2 separate regions of the Arachis hypogaea genome follow, and region 1 is linked to region 2. A link is a contact called in public Hi-C data. All regions are on one chromosome and are shown on one strand. Each heading gives the region's core, a stretch centred on a gene start, on an enhancer-like site or on the middle of the called end of the contact. The rest is flanking DNA. Distances are from core to core; before and after follow the strand shown.

Region 1 (7,236 bases), core at 123-2,622, 210 kb after region 2:
AATTTTAAAATTAAGTTAAACTTTAGGGACGATTTTGCAAGTAAAAAAAAGTTGAGAACGAAAATAATTCTCAACTCCTACTTTAAGGACCAAAATCGTACTTAACTCTATAAAAAATGATATTCCAAAAGCACTCTATTGAAATTATTCTTATTAATAAAAAAAGAATAAATTTATTACTCCCACGTTTTAGTTATCCACCATTAATTAAATTTACAGAAAAACACATATATGATATATTTATTAGTTTTAGTTATCCTTATTATTTTCTACAAAATTTGGTGATGTTACAATACTATTGATTGGAGTTTTAAAACTCCATGAATTTTAAAACTAAATATTTTTAAAATGAAAATACTCTATTAATATAAATATTTTTAAAAAGTATTATTTTAATATTACTAATTTTTATTATTACTTAATAAATTTTTTAATAGAAAAATCGTATTATCTTAAAATAAAAAGATTGAAGATTGAAGTGCTCATTTTTTTTGGAAAGAGCGCCTTGTCCTTTATAAAAATGGACAAAAACGGTGTTGGGTATTTATTTATTTTTTTTGTTATTGTATATGAATCTGATTGCTTTCTCTTTTATGTGAGCTTTATTGTATATTAATCATTTAATCTTCTTGAATTGTATATTAATATGTAATTAAGGGTGTTCAAATCTAAACTAATTTAAATTAAACCGCTCATCCAATCCAATTCAAACTGAAAACCAATTAAAACCGCACTAATTCGGATTTGATTGGATTCTATTTTTTGCAAACAGTTGGATCGGATTGGATTTCAGATCTTCTTTTTATAACTGATCCAAATCAATCCAATCGCACAATGAACTATAATATTATTATTTTATTATTATATTTACAATTATACTTATAACATGTTTAATTTGTTATACATTTTTATATTATTCATATATTATTATTATTTAATAAATCTTTTATGTTCAAAATGTGATTTATTTATTTTTTTAACTAACTTATAATTTTATTTCTATTGTTATGTTATCGGTGACTTTTTAAAATATTATTAAAACTTGTTATGTCATTGTTAATTATTTAAAATATAATATTGAGACTTGTTATATGTATTTAACTTTTTTAATTTACAAAATCACAAATCCAATCCAATTCAAATAATTTGAAATTGGATCGGATTGGATAAATTTTTGATTCAAAATCGATCCAAACCACACTTCGAACACCCTTATTTGTAATTGGTAATTTCTATCAATTGGATTTTTGACTATTTAAGTATTTAACTTTTGATTAATGTTTTAAAAATTGAACCGAATTGACTAATTTGACCGAGTTAACCGGTCACTTAGCCGGTTCAATTAAAGTATAAAACTGCAAAAAATTGAAACTGGGTAAATCATGGTTAATCAGTGAACCGTCAGAACCAGCCGGATTTTTTCGTGGTTTCCGCTTCGGTGCATCAATGAAAAACGACGCTGTGTTGCAATCAGAAGGAAGAAGAACGAAGAAATACCCCACTTCCTTTCTCTCACTCTCTGAAACCTAACCCTAAGCCCAGCCAGCCACCATCACCGTCCCTCATCGCCAAATTCTTCTCCTCTGGTACAGGGTGCTCCCCGCCGGTGGGGACAAAACGTGGGTGCCGTCACACTCTTGTTGTCGCAGAACTCTTCTCATCGGATCGCCGAACTCTTCTTAGTTCTCATCGCTCCTCTTCTCGTTGCCGTCGCACGAAGGACGCGTTGATCCGGTGGCGTCGCCGTACCAAAGGTTGATCGGTCGGTCGTCGTCTCTTCGAGCTCTCTCTCTGTCCGAGGCCAGCATCCCTCTTCGAGCTGTCTGTTACTCTCTGTCCGAGCTCACTTCCCTCGTCAGTTGCCGTCACTTCCCATTCCTCCGTGGCCGTCACTTGCCTTCCTCCTTGGCCGCCCGTAAGCACTGCTGATTCAATTTATTTTTGCTTGTTTTTGTACTTTTGTTTGGTTTTCTGATTTCTGGTTAATTTCTGCTTATTTTGAGTTACTGAATTTCTGAGTTTGTAAGCCTCCATCCCTCCACTGCTTATTCAGTTTCATTTTTGGGAGTTAATTGCTATTTTTCTGGATTTAATTATGTTGATTGTTGATTGTTGTTTTCCTGGGTTACTTGTTGTTTTCTGAGTTATTTTTCTTCCTTGTTCATTGTTATTAACAGGGCTGGGTTGTTGTTATTTTGTCCTGACTTCTGGGTTAATTATCGTTGATTATTGGTAATTTTCTGAGTTATTTTTGTGCTATTGTTCTAATTCTGAGTTAATTTATTAGTTGTTGGCTTGTTCGTGAGCAAAATTAGTTAAACTTAAAAACTTGTTTTTATTGTTGTTTCTTCTGGTGGCGGATAAGTGTTATCCTTTATGTGCTTCACTGCATTGTTAAGTTTTGTTATATTGATTCTGATTTCTGAGTCGTTGGTTACTGATTTTTCTGATTCTGACTTGTTGATGGTGCTTTGCTGGGAATGAGTGTGTCAATATGTAATTGAGATACTTGTGCTCTTCAATTGGATTCGGCTCTGATTGATGTTGAAAAAAGAATTTTCAGTTGAAATCCCGGATGAGAAAACTGATAAGCTTGTTTGCTCTGCCAATGTTGCAAATTACATAGCCTCATCTAAAGCTGACCAGAAAATTGTTGAAAGCCCTGAAATTTTACTGTGTTGTTTTCTTGGGGATGTGGCAATCTAAGTTATATGAACCTGTGTTAAGTTTGTTTAGTAGCATATATGACTTAATGTTAGTTTCCTTAATAGTGTACTTTATACGGGAATGCCTTAATTAGTCTGAAGAATACCAAATAATTGCTCTTAGCTAATATTGATCACTTGCTTTAGTTTACTTTGTGATGATTATGATTTGTGATGAGGAGCATATATGTGCATTTTGATTTTTTTAATTATAAACTTTGATGTTTGAAGTTGTTTGTAAACTTTTAATGGTAAATTATAAATAATTATGTGAAACTTTGAATTTTATTAGCTTACAATTCATTGAATTTAAATATTTGAAATTATATAAAATTTTCAATAATTTTATTTTATATTTAATTAAACTGGTTGAATTCTGGTTGAATTTCGGTTGAACCACTAAATTATTGAACCAGTCACTCTACTGGTTTATTGACCGGTTCAGTTTTCGCAACCATAGTTTTGATCAATGTTATGAAAACTAGACAGGATAGGCCGGTCGGACTGGTCCAACCGTGAATTGGCAGCATTAATGGTCCGGCCAGCCATGTAAAACAGTGATAAAAAATTGGTGGAGAGCTGCTAAATCGACCTAGAACCAGCTGGTTGGACCGGACAGGGAACCCGCCGGTTTGAAGGAAATGGCGCCTTGTTGAAGTTTAATGGGGGAAGAAAAATGTGAAACCCTACCCAGCTACCTTATCTTCTCCTTCTCTTCAGTTCAGACTTAAGAGTGTTGCCACCGAAACCCTAGCTTCTCCACCACCGCCACAAGGACTGCCGCCGTCCGTCATGCTCAAGCACCACCGTCGTTGTCTGGTCGTCCGCCCTTTTTCCTCGTTCAACAATCGCACCTCCTTCCTGAGCTCGGTGTCAGTCCCTGGTCTTCGTCCGCTCTATTGCGCTCCTGCCACCGTCCGTCGCGCTCAAGCATCACCGTCTTCGTCTGGTCGTGGTGCTTGAAGTTTCTAACCCACCAATCGCAGCTTCTTCCTTGAGCTCGGCGTGTTGGAGTCTGCTCTTCGTTTGTTAGCCGCAGCTTCTTCCAACCCACCATCGTCGTGCTCGTTGCCTAGCCTTCGTCTCCGGCGTGCTTCTGCCCCTCTGCTCAGACTGCTCAGAAGTCAGAACTAAGGTTTACGATTCTGCTAGTGCTACTCAGATTGGTTTCTTTGTTTTTTTTTTTTTTTGAATTTTTTGTTCTTGGTTCTTTTTTCTTCGATTTAGGATTTTACTACTGTTGTGCCGTTCAGATTGAATTGTTGAATGATTAGCTCAGCTCATGGATACTACTGTGCTGTGTTGTACTCTGTTTTGTTGCTTTTTTTTGTGCTGTGCTGAAAATAATTTAGCTGAAATTATGCTCATTGCTACTACTCATGGTTAGTATTAGAAAAAGTTTATTAGCCTTTGTTAAAATTATGCTCATTGATACTGCCCATTGTTAATCTTTTTTGTTTTATGCTGTGCAAAAAATAATTTAGCTGAAATTATGCTCATTGCCACTACTCATAGTTAATATTTGAAAAAGTTTATTAACCTTTTTTAAAATTATGCTGAAAATTATGCTGAAATTATGCTCATTGTTACTGTTCATTGTTAATCTTAGAAAAAGTTTATGCTGAAACCTTGTTAACTTGTTAATCTTTAGATATCGTTTTTTTTGTTATTTGACTTTTGAATTTGTATTTTGATAAGATCATAAGACTTTAGTTGATATAGTGTTTTAAATTTGAATGACATTTTAAGATTTATATTAGACTATAGTTATGTTTTAGTATGCTTATTTATATTTTATTTATTATTTTATTATAAAACGGTTTTTCCGGTTGGACCAGTAAAGTAGTGAACCAATAACTATAACAGTTCGATGACCGATTCGGTTTTCAGAACTTTGTTTTTGATGCTAGTATTCTTGTGACCAAGGTTATGTGATTGTTCTTTATTGTATATTAATCTGTGATTGGCAATTGCTGTCAATTGGAATTTCTTTTTTAGTTATTATATATTGATCTATTTTGATGCTGGCATTGTGAAGGTTAGGCTCCCTCATCTCATGTCTGTATGTGTTCACTTCTCAAATTGGTGCCCATTTCCAAACTCAACCTCGTCTCGTTTCCAAGGTTCTTTCATTGCAGAGATGGCTTCACCATGCACATGCAACTCCCATACACTTCCACAAGAGCAACAAACTTGGCACTTCCACTTCCTTTCGATTTCGACGTTCTAATCCGAGTTTGCAGGGACATCAACATCGCTAAGAGGCTTCACACTCTTCTCGTTGTGTTGGGAAAAGCTCAAGATGTTGTTTTGTCAACAAAGCTGGTTAATTTGTATGCATCCCTTGGGGACATCACATTCTCTCGCTCCACCTTCAACCAGCTTCAGAGGAAGAATATCTTTGCCTGGAATTCAATGGTGGCTGCTTATGTTCGCAGCTGCCGGCGCCATGAGGCATTGAGCTGTTTCAATGAATTCTTGTTAGTATCTGGTTTAAGGCCTGATTTTTATACCTTTCCACCTGTGTTGAAAGCTTGTGTGAATCTAATTGATGGCAAGAAGATACATTGCTATGTTGTGAAGTTGGGTTTTGATTGGGATGTATTTGTGGCTGCCTCATTGATCAATTTGTATTCGCGGTTTGGTGCTTTGGATGTTGCATATGAGCTGTTTGATGAAATGCCTGATCGAGATGTGGGTATGTGGAATGCAATGATTTCTGCGTTTTGTCAGAATGGGAACGCTGACGAGGCATTGCATGTCTTGAATAGGATGAGAAGTGAGGGGCTGAAGATGGATCCTGTTACTGTGTCGAGCGTACTTCCTGTTTGTGCGCTGTCGGGTGATATTGTTAGCGGTATGTTGATTCACTTGTATGTGATAAAGCATGGTTTGGAGATGGACGTGTTTGTATCAAATGCTTTGATCAATGTGTATTCAAAGTTTGGAAGGCTTGGTGATGTGCAGAGGGTTTTTGATCACATGGAAGTTAGGGATCTGGTATCTTGGAATTCTATAATTGCTGCATACGAGCAGAATGATGATCCAACTACAGCACTCGGGTTGTTTAAAGAGATGCAGTTTGTTGGAATTCAGCCTGACTTGTTGACAATTGTGAGTTTGGCTTCAATCTTTGGTCAGTTAAGTGATCGAAGGATAAGCAGTTCAATTCATGGATTCATTATTAGGCATGAATGGCTTGAAAAGGATGTTGTGATTGGAAATGCACTTGTGAATATGTATGCAAAATTGGGAGCTATGGATTGTGCTTGCACGGTTTTTGAACAACTTCCTGTTAAAGATATAATATCATGGAACACTTTGATCACAGGTTACACGCAGAATGGTCTTGCAAGTGAGGCAATTAATGCTTTCAACATGATGGAAAAGTGTACAAAGATAATCCCCACCCAAGGGACATGGGTGAGCATTCTCCCAGCATATTCACATGTTGGAGCTTTGCAACAAGGAATGAAAATTCATGGAAGGTTAATTAAGAACTGGCTCTACAAGGATGTGTTTGTGGCTACCAGCCTAATTGACATGTACGGAAAATGTGGGAGGTTAGTTGATGGCATGTCATTATTCACTGAAATTCCACGGGAAACTTCAGTTCCTTGGAATGCCATAATATCATCTCTTGGGATTCATGGGGATGGAGAAGTAGCACTCCAACTTTTTAAGGATATGCTAGCTGAAGGGGTAGAGCCAGATCATATCACATTCGTATCTTTGTTGTCGGCATGTAGTCATTCTGGGTTAGTGAATGAGGGTGAACGCTGTTTTGATTTGATGCAGAAAGAGTATGGAATCAAGCCAAATTTGAGACATTATGGTTGCATGGTTGATTTGCTTGGAAGAGCTGGATATTTGGAGAAGGCGTATAATTTAGTGAGCAGCATGTCGATGCAGCCTGATGCGTCGATCTGGGGTGCTCTTCTAAGTGCTTGTAGAATACATGGAAATGTAGATTTGGGTACCTTTGCTTCAAGTCGTTTGTTGGAAGTTGATTCTGAAAATGTTGGCTATTATGTTTTGCTATCAAATATGTATGCAAATGTTGGCAAATGGGAAGGAGTGACTAAAGTAAGATCATTGGCCAGAGATCACGGTCTGAGGAAGATTCCTGGATGGAGTTCTGTTGTAGTGGGAAATATAGTTGAAGTCTTTTACACTGGGAACCAAACCCATCCTAAATGCACAGAGATATACGAGGAATTAAGGGTTTTGGCTTCCAAAATGAAGAGCCTCGGTTATGTTCCGGACTACAGTTTTGTCCTGCAAGATGTTGAGGATGACGAGAAAGAGCAGATTTTGATGAGTCATTACGAGAGATTGGCAATGGCATTTGGTATTATCAGCACCCCACCAAGAAGTCCCATTAGGATATTCAAGAACTTGCGTGTCTGTGGTGATTGCCATAATGCAGCTAAGTTCATATCCAAAATTACTGAGAGGGACATTATTATGAGGGATTCAAATCGCTTTCATCACTTCAAACATGGGATTTGCTCATGCGGTGATTACTGGT
Region 2 (7,049 bases), core at 895-3,394:
AGTCAAAAAAAGGGAGAAAAATGCCTAGGCGGGTAATCATACTCTCATACATATAAAAAAAATGAGGGGCAGCCTCAGAAGCCCTCCCAAAGCAAACCCGGTCTTCCAGACCTGGGGCAATCAGTTCATATTTCGGCTCATCCTCATCAGAAGTACAAAGCCTATGATGGGTGTGGAGGTTGGTGATGAAGTCAGTGTCAACAAGAGGTTCTTCCCCTAGAACCGTGATATCCACCCATTGAGTAAGAGTTTAAACAGAAGATATTTTATTTTTCTAGAAAAACATAGCAAAACCTACAAAGGAAAAAGAAATGGATCAAAAATAGGGTCTCTAAGGGTTCGAGGCGAGTCTCTCAAAACTAAACAGAGAAACACCAAGACTACCATCCACACTCTACAGAATAAAACATGCAAAGAAAGAGTAAGAAAAGAAACTGACATTTTTCCTCGCAGAAAGATGGAAGCAAAAGCACTCGAAAAGGAAGGAGCTTTCTTCTTTCGATCAACAAAGGGTGCATGTGGAAAAGTTTTCAGAAACGAAACAAGCGAGGAGAGGGAAAAGTATTTATAAACACGTTAGGGGCATAAAGGTAAAACGGCACAAGCTATTTAAGAGTTGCACCGTTACCAATGTAACCGCCCCCGCGTATGAATGCTTAAACCTCTAAGAGACGCGACGTTTGATTAGACGCGGCTGTTGAAAGCTTTTAAACAAAAAATATGTCGGTTCTAAAAAAATCACGTCAGTTCCCTATCAGGTCGGATACGGTCCCGAGTTATAGTACTTGACCCCAACTCTTAAAAGAAATTGGGCTCGAGTAGGGGTACTGTTCATACCCTGTCCCAATGCTAAGGCCCAAGTCCAAACGGCAGGCCCAACCCACAGGGTTGAGCCTCACAGTACACCGACCTTCCCCTAAGAAGTTGGTGCTCCCCACGACTTGCTCTAAGGAAGTCGGAAGCGAAGATTAGCTGGCAGATAATAACTGCCCCTAAAATTTCTTAACCCACTTCCAGGAGTCATATCGCAACCTCCCTAAGATAAAGGGACGGTTATCCACCTTAAAAGGTGGAACTACTCCAATGGTGGTTATTGGTTCACCACTATAAATACACTGACACCCCTCAGGTATCTCTAAGTCCCAATACTCTCTAGACCTGCTCATACCCTTGCTGACTTAGGCATCAGAGTGTCTTTGCAGGTACCACCCCCATTCACTCACGCTCACAAGTCGGACGGAGGCCCCAAAGGCGTGAACCCACTCGAAGGCTTCCCTCCTCAGACAATTGGGCTAACCTAACGAGTCCAGCCCATTAATCTCCAGTTACCCAACGTAATAAGTATCATATCCAAAATGTATTTGACATGCGGACATGACAACTTAACAAAATATTTATACTTCATAGTTGACCACCTTCTTTTACTGAAGAATTATCTCAATTATCTTATCTATAAAGGACACGTTTTCTTATCGAAAGATCATTTTTTTAATTATTTAATGATGTAGAGCATTTAAAATAATATAATATAAGAAATCATGTAACACATAACATCACATGTATACACATTCATTAAAAAAAGTCACATGGATAATAATCATAATGATAATTATAATAATAATAATAAATATATACATATTATGTACAAATATGAATAAAATACATAAAATTTTTATGTAGACTTGGTATTTTTTAGAGTCTCTTGATCTATTTTTAATATTATGGTGTTGACTTTTTTTTTTTTTGTGTTTGCACATGAAGTTTTTGTGAAAGAAAGAGAGTGAAGAATAAATAAGATGGAGAAGATGAGTTTTTACTTTTTTTTTTTTAAGATTAGAAGTTAAACTTAAACTCGAATCATTTAGATGAGAATGAAAATATTGTACCATTTGAGTTATAATTTGTTGGCAAATTTTTACTTTGTTAATTTGTCTTTATTTATTTACTTGTATTAATATATGTGGGTAGGATATTTAAATTTTTTAAAAAAATTGAGTGATGATTAAATTTTTATTTAAATTTAAAATTTGAGACTTATATTCTCTTATGATCTGAATTTTCTTTTTATACTCTCTTATGTTACTCTGAACAAAACATAAGCCTACCCATATGCTAGGCCCAATTCAAAAAGGCCACAATTAAGGAATAAGCCTAATCTGCAACTTTGGAGGTTTACATTTTTCTTTCTGTTGGGACAGTTCGTCAGTTCCCCACGGATCCAAAATCCAACACGTGATATTTAAAAAATCTAACACGTGATATTTAGAAAAGAATATGAGGTGATCAATATTTTCTTCTGGAATTTAAGGTAATGCTAGCCAACTCTTCAATCTTTTCCTCCATTGTTATCCCCTAGTATTTTTCTTAAAAAAAGTGATAAACCATCAATTGTTTTAGAAATATAAAATGCTAGTAAATATATTTCACAGAAGATATTTACAAGTTAAATGTATTTTAGGGTTGATCTTTTATGAATTGTTTCTAATAATTTATTTAGTATTAACAAAGACATTTAAAAAACTAATTTGTTATCAAAGAAGATTTTAGAGATTAATTTCTTGAGTTGTTGTCTTCTAAAAATTAATCAGTATATTAATTATTCACATACTATATGAATAATTTGCTTAAATCACATCTTTATTGTTTTTTGGTCTAACAAAAGAAAAATATACTAAATAGAGATGAAAAAAAAGTAAGGCCTTGAGTCCTTGACCAAAAAACGGAGAAAATAATGGGAGGGTTAATAAACACAGATGCATTCCCAAAAAAAAAAAAATAGATGCATCATGATTCAAGCATGCCATTGAACGCATGTCTGGTTTTTCTCAAAATTTCACCGTGTCTTGATTTTAGAACTTCGAATGTCTTAGCAAAAAGAAATAGAGTAAATTTTAGTTCTTGTTTTCCATATTATATGAACGCTTCCAAGAAAAAAAAAAAAGCAACTACCAACCTGCCACACTTAAGTAAAAAACACATGATGCAACAATCAACCTACCACAACTATTTAGCAAAATACATGAATAGAAATATGTATAAGATGCTACTGAAAATTCTGGACCCATCGTCCTAAATTCGTCCCTGATCTAAATTGAAGAAAATGTTACTTTAAGTGAGGATGATAATAAACATTCAGAGTGCCAGCCAATTGAAACTAGCTCAATTAGTGTAGGTGATTAGGTTAGTTTTTCTCCTTTCGCATTAGCTGGATTCAAAATCACCAGTGTAATTAAAAAAAAAATAAAATTTTTTTTATCTCTTAATATTTTTAAAATTTTTTAAAAATATCGCTGGCTCTTAATTTAATTCAATTTTGTTAAAAACGTTTGAAGTTACTTCTAATCTTATCCTTCCTATTATTAAAGTTTAAACGGTTAACTTATGACGCTAGGATACTTACACTTACATGCAATACGCGGATACATAAATTTAAAATTCTTATAAGACATGAGAATATGGTATATATGTAATATATAAAGTATTTTTTAGATAAATTATAATAGTATTTTGATATTTTATTGATATTAAAATATAAATAAAATTTTTAATTATTTTTAATATTTTTTTATGATATAAAAAATTTAAAATATTTTTTTGTTTTAATACTTAATAATATATACTATTTTTAAACTCATTTAAAAAATATATGTTAAGAAGAAGACGGAATACGTTGACACATGATGATATTTAGGTGTGTTTAAATGAATTTAAAAAAAATTTGTTTTTTATTAAAACACAGTGAAACAGACAAAAGACAGACATGTCAGCATCAAAAAGTTTTATATCTGAAATGTGTTCATGCTTCATAGCACTCAATATAGAGCTTCAATTTATTTCCTGTAATTTTACCCTTATTTATTTCCTGTAATTCAAGAACTTCAATGTCAAATTGAGTACTATCAAACTAAACTTCAATTCATTCTTCATCATCCTACTATCTTTAAAGTTGAATAACAACAACAGTATCTTTAGATTGCAATCGTGGTAATAACGTTGAAGAGATTCAATATGATCAATTATTAAAACAGCTGACGATTGATCTTAATGCATAAACGATGTAAAAATCGCAAACACATGTATTATTTCCACCTTTTGACATTAAATATTAAACATTAAACAATGAGGATGAAAACCAGAATAATATAGAGCTGGTGGTAATAGTGGCTATATTTATGATCCTAAGCCTATGCCCTTGATTTTAAAGAAACGAATCCAGATCATCCAACACTATAGTTGAGGGCATGCATTTAGATTTGTAATCATATAATATAAGGTGGGAAAACTTGAAACTAGTTCTTAAAGGACTCGGGAATAATATTCTAATTTAACGGCCTATATTAGTGCCGTACAAAAAATGTGTAAATTTATAAAATTCTACTTTAAAGTTGTACTAATTATGAAAGGGTCTGTTAGATTAAATAACAAATTGATAAAATAATTAAAAATTAATTATATCTTTTTTAAAAAAATTAAAAGAATTTTTTTAACATTATGAAGAAATAATATTTTCGTACCAGTATTAAAAGATTAAAAAATTTTTTATTTTTAAATTTTTTTAATTGTATTACGACTTAAAATTTAATTTCTATTTTGAAATACTAAAATATCTACAGAATTCATATTAAAAAACTAAAATATTTGTTAATTAGCATTAAATTTAAAATATCAAAATATTCTTTATGTAATAATTTTAATATTACTATTACACATTTTATATGAATAAATAATATTATTTAATTTATTAGCAACTATAATTTTTAATTTAATATTAAAAAGATTAAAACATTTTATAATTAATTTTAAAATACCAAAACAATCTTTTTTAGCATTAACCTTAAAAAACTAAAATACCATTTTAGAATAAAAATTATTTAATTGTATTAGAAATTGTAAATTTAACATTCGAAACAATTAAAATATTCATATAATTAATTTTTAAAATAACAAAATAACATTTTAAAGTTAATCTAAAAAAAATTAAAATATCATTATAGATTAAATTCACATTGTTTGATCATATTAGAAATGAAAAATTTGAATTTGATTTTAACAAGACTAAAATACTCATTTTAAATGACTAAGGTAACCTTTTAAAATTTAAATAAAAATAATTTTTTTGTATTAATTTTGAAAAATTCTAAAATATCTTTTAGATTTAAAGATATTTGATTGTATTAAAAATTAATATTTAAATTTTATTATAAATTGACAAAAATTTACATAAAATTCATTTTAAGAAAATAGAAAATTTTCTTAACATTAATTTTAAAGAGATAAATTTTTTTTATTATAATTATAATAACTTTTATTATTATTGATATTAATGTAGTACATTAATTGATATTATTATAATTATTATTATTACTGTTATTATTGTTACTTTTTATGACTAACACATTTTTAACAAAAATGTTTTAGATCTTTTAATGAAATTATTTTTAGAAATGAGCAAGTAATTTAAATTTGCAGTATTTCTTTTATTAGTGATGTTAAAACGTGTAGAGAATATGGGTTTTGAATTTTCTATAACACACGTGATGATCATATGAGTGTGATAGCCATATAAAGATTAATTATTTATTTATCATATTTCAAAGTGACCCCATATTTTTTACATATTTTTAATTTATCCTGGTCCATTAAGGACCTTAAAATACTTTCCTCATGCTAGAAGCTTCCTACACTCAAATATGAAGGGATGAAGTAAATCTAAAACTCTCAAGTTTAAGAAGAAAAAGATTAAAAAAAGTGCAACTTTTTATTTTGTCATAAATTATTAGCTAACAAAGTTTGACAGTTTAGCATAGCATAGATTATAGAGATTGAAGTTGCCATAAGATCATCACTAGTTAGGTATTGCCTTTGTACACTAAATTCAAACCTTATACCAACTTTTTGTTCATTTATGTCCTTTTTATATATTTTTTCAGCGATGTAGGAACTTTTGGTTCAGTAATTTTATTTTTTTTGTAAAAAAAATTATGTTGTTGGACATTATATAAACCAAAAAATAATTTTAGTCTTATTTATTTATGATTTTCCACTTTCACTCTTTCTTCTTTATTCTTTTTAAGAGTAATCCATTTTTAAGTGCATCAATTAACTACATTATACATATAGTCTAATAATACACAATACAAGAATTGCAACACATTATTATTATTATTATTATTATTATTATTATTATTATTATTATTATTATTATTATTATTATTATTATTATTATTATTATTATTATTATGTTTTAAACTTAGTTTCACATAGAAGGAAACTTTAAAATCTTAAAGACTTTATATATTAATCCAAGGAAGAATATGTCAAAAGAAATCAAAGGTGCTAAGGAACTCTGACATATGGATTGGACTTTTGCAACAATTCCACTCAAGAATAAGACGCAAAATAAATCTTTTTAAGGATAGTGTCTATTATGATTCGTATTTAAAGTAGCTAAAATATTATTTTTGAAATCTATTTTTATAACAATCTTAAAAATATCATTTTGTCTATAAAGATTATTGTTGATGCTTTAAAAATTTATCGTAGGACACAAAATAAATCTTTTTAAGGATAGTGTCTATTATGATTCGTATTAAGTAGCTAAAATATTATTTTTGAAATTTATTTTTATAAAAATTTTAAAAATATCATTTTGTCTATAAAGATTATTTTTGATGCTTTAAAAATTTATCGTTTTGATGAACTAATTTTGAATGGTGGCAAAATAAGATTATGAAAGTATTGAATTTTTTAGAATCAATTTCGTCTTAGTTGATCTCAAGACTAATAAAAATATCGAAAATTATGATCAAATTTAAAAAGATTGGGAAATAAAAGATAAATTAATGGTAAATCTATATTTATGATAAATTTTGGGTTGAAAAAAATATAATTTATCAATTTATCTGGTTATTGAAAATGTATAGTTTTGTGAATTTTTTTAATTGTGCTTAATGGTAAAAATATATTTTTTATGTTTGAAAATTGCTAAATTTAATTTATTATTAGCCCATTTGATGCTTTGATATGTTTGTCTGAGTAATTTAAGGTAT

What was found. Hi-C and Micro-C count contacts between places; a contact is called where the count stands out from the background.
Region 1: a Hi-C map of an unstated tissue shows a contact between it and region 2, with 5 times the contacts expected there. The contact joins the promoter of LOC112715325 here to the enhancer-like site in region 2. A contact is called at or near these places in 2 of 8 Hi-C or Micro-C datasets (leaf and an unstated tissue).

What each region holds. Positions count from the first base shown.
Region 1 is chr10:19,184,346-19,191,581 of arahy.Tifrunner.gnm2.J5K5, forward strand. It overlaps LOC112715325 (pentatricopeptide repeat-containing protein At4g33990), which reads left to right and starts at 1,373. Exons shown (of 6, transcript XM_029289613.2): 1 at 1,373-1,915; 2 at 3,191-3,840; 3 at 4,744-7,236. The coding sequence starts at 4,770.
Region 2 is chr10:18,970,542-18,977,590 of arahy.Tifrunner.gnm2.J5K5, forward strand. No RefSeq gene overlaps it. Among protein-coding and RNA genes, the nearest start is that of LOC112715324, 51 kb to the left of the region's middle. Within about 2 kb of position 2,145, at least 1 of the 3 cell types and tissues checked has open chromatin away from gene starts, as enhancers often do.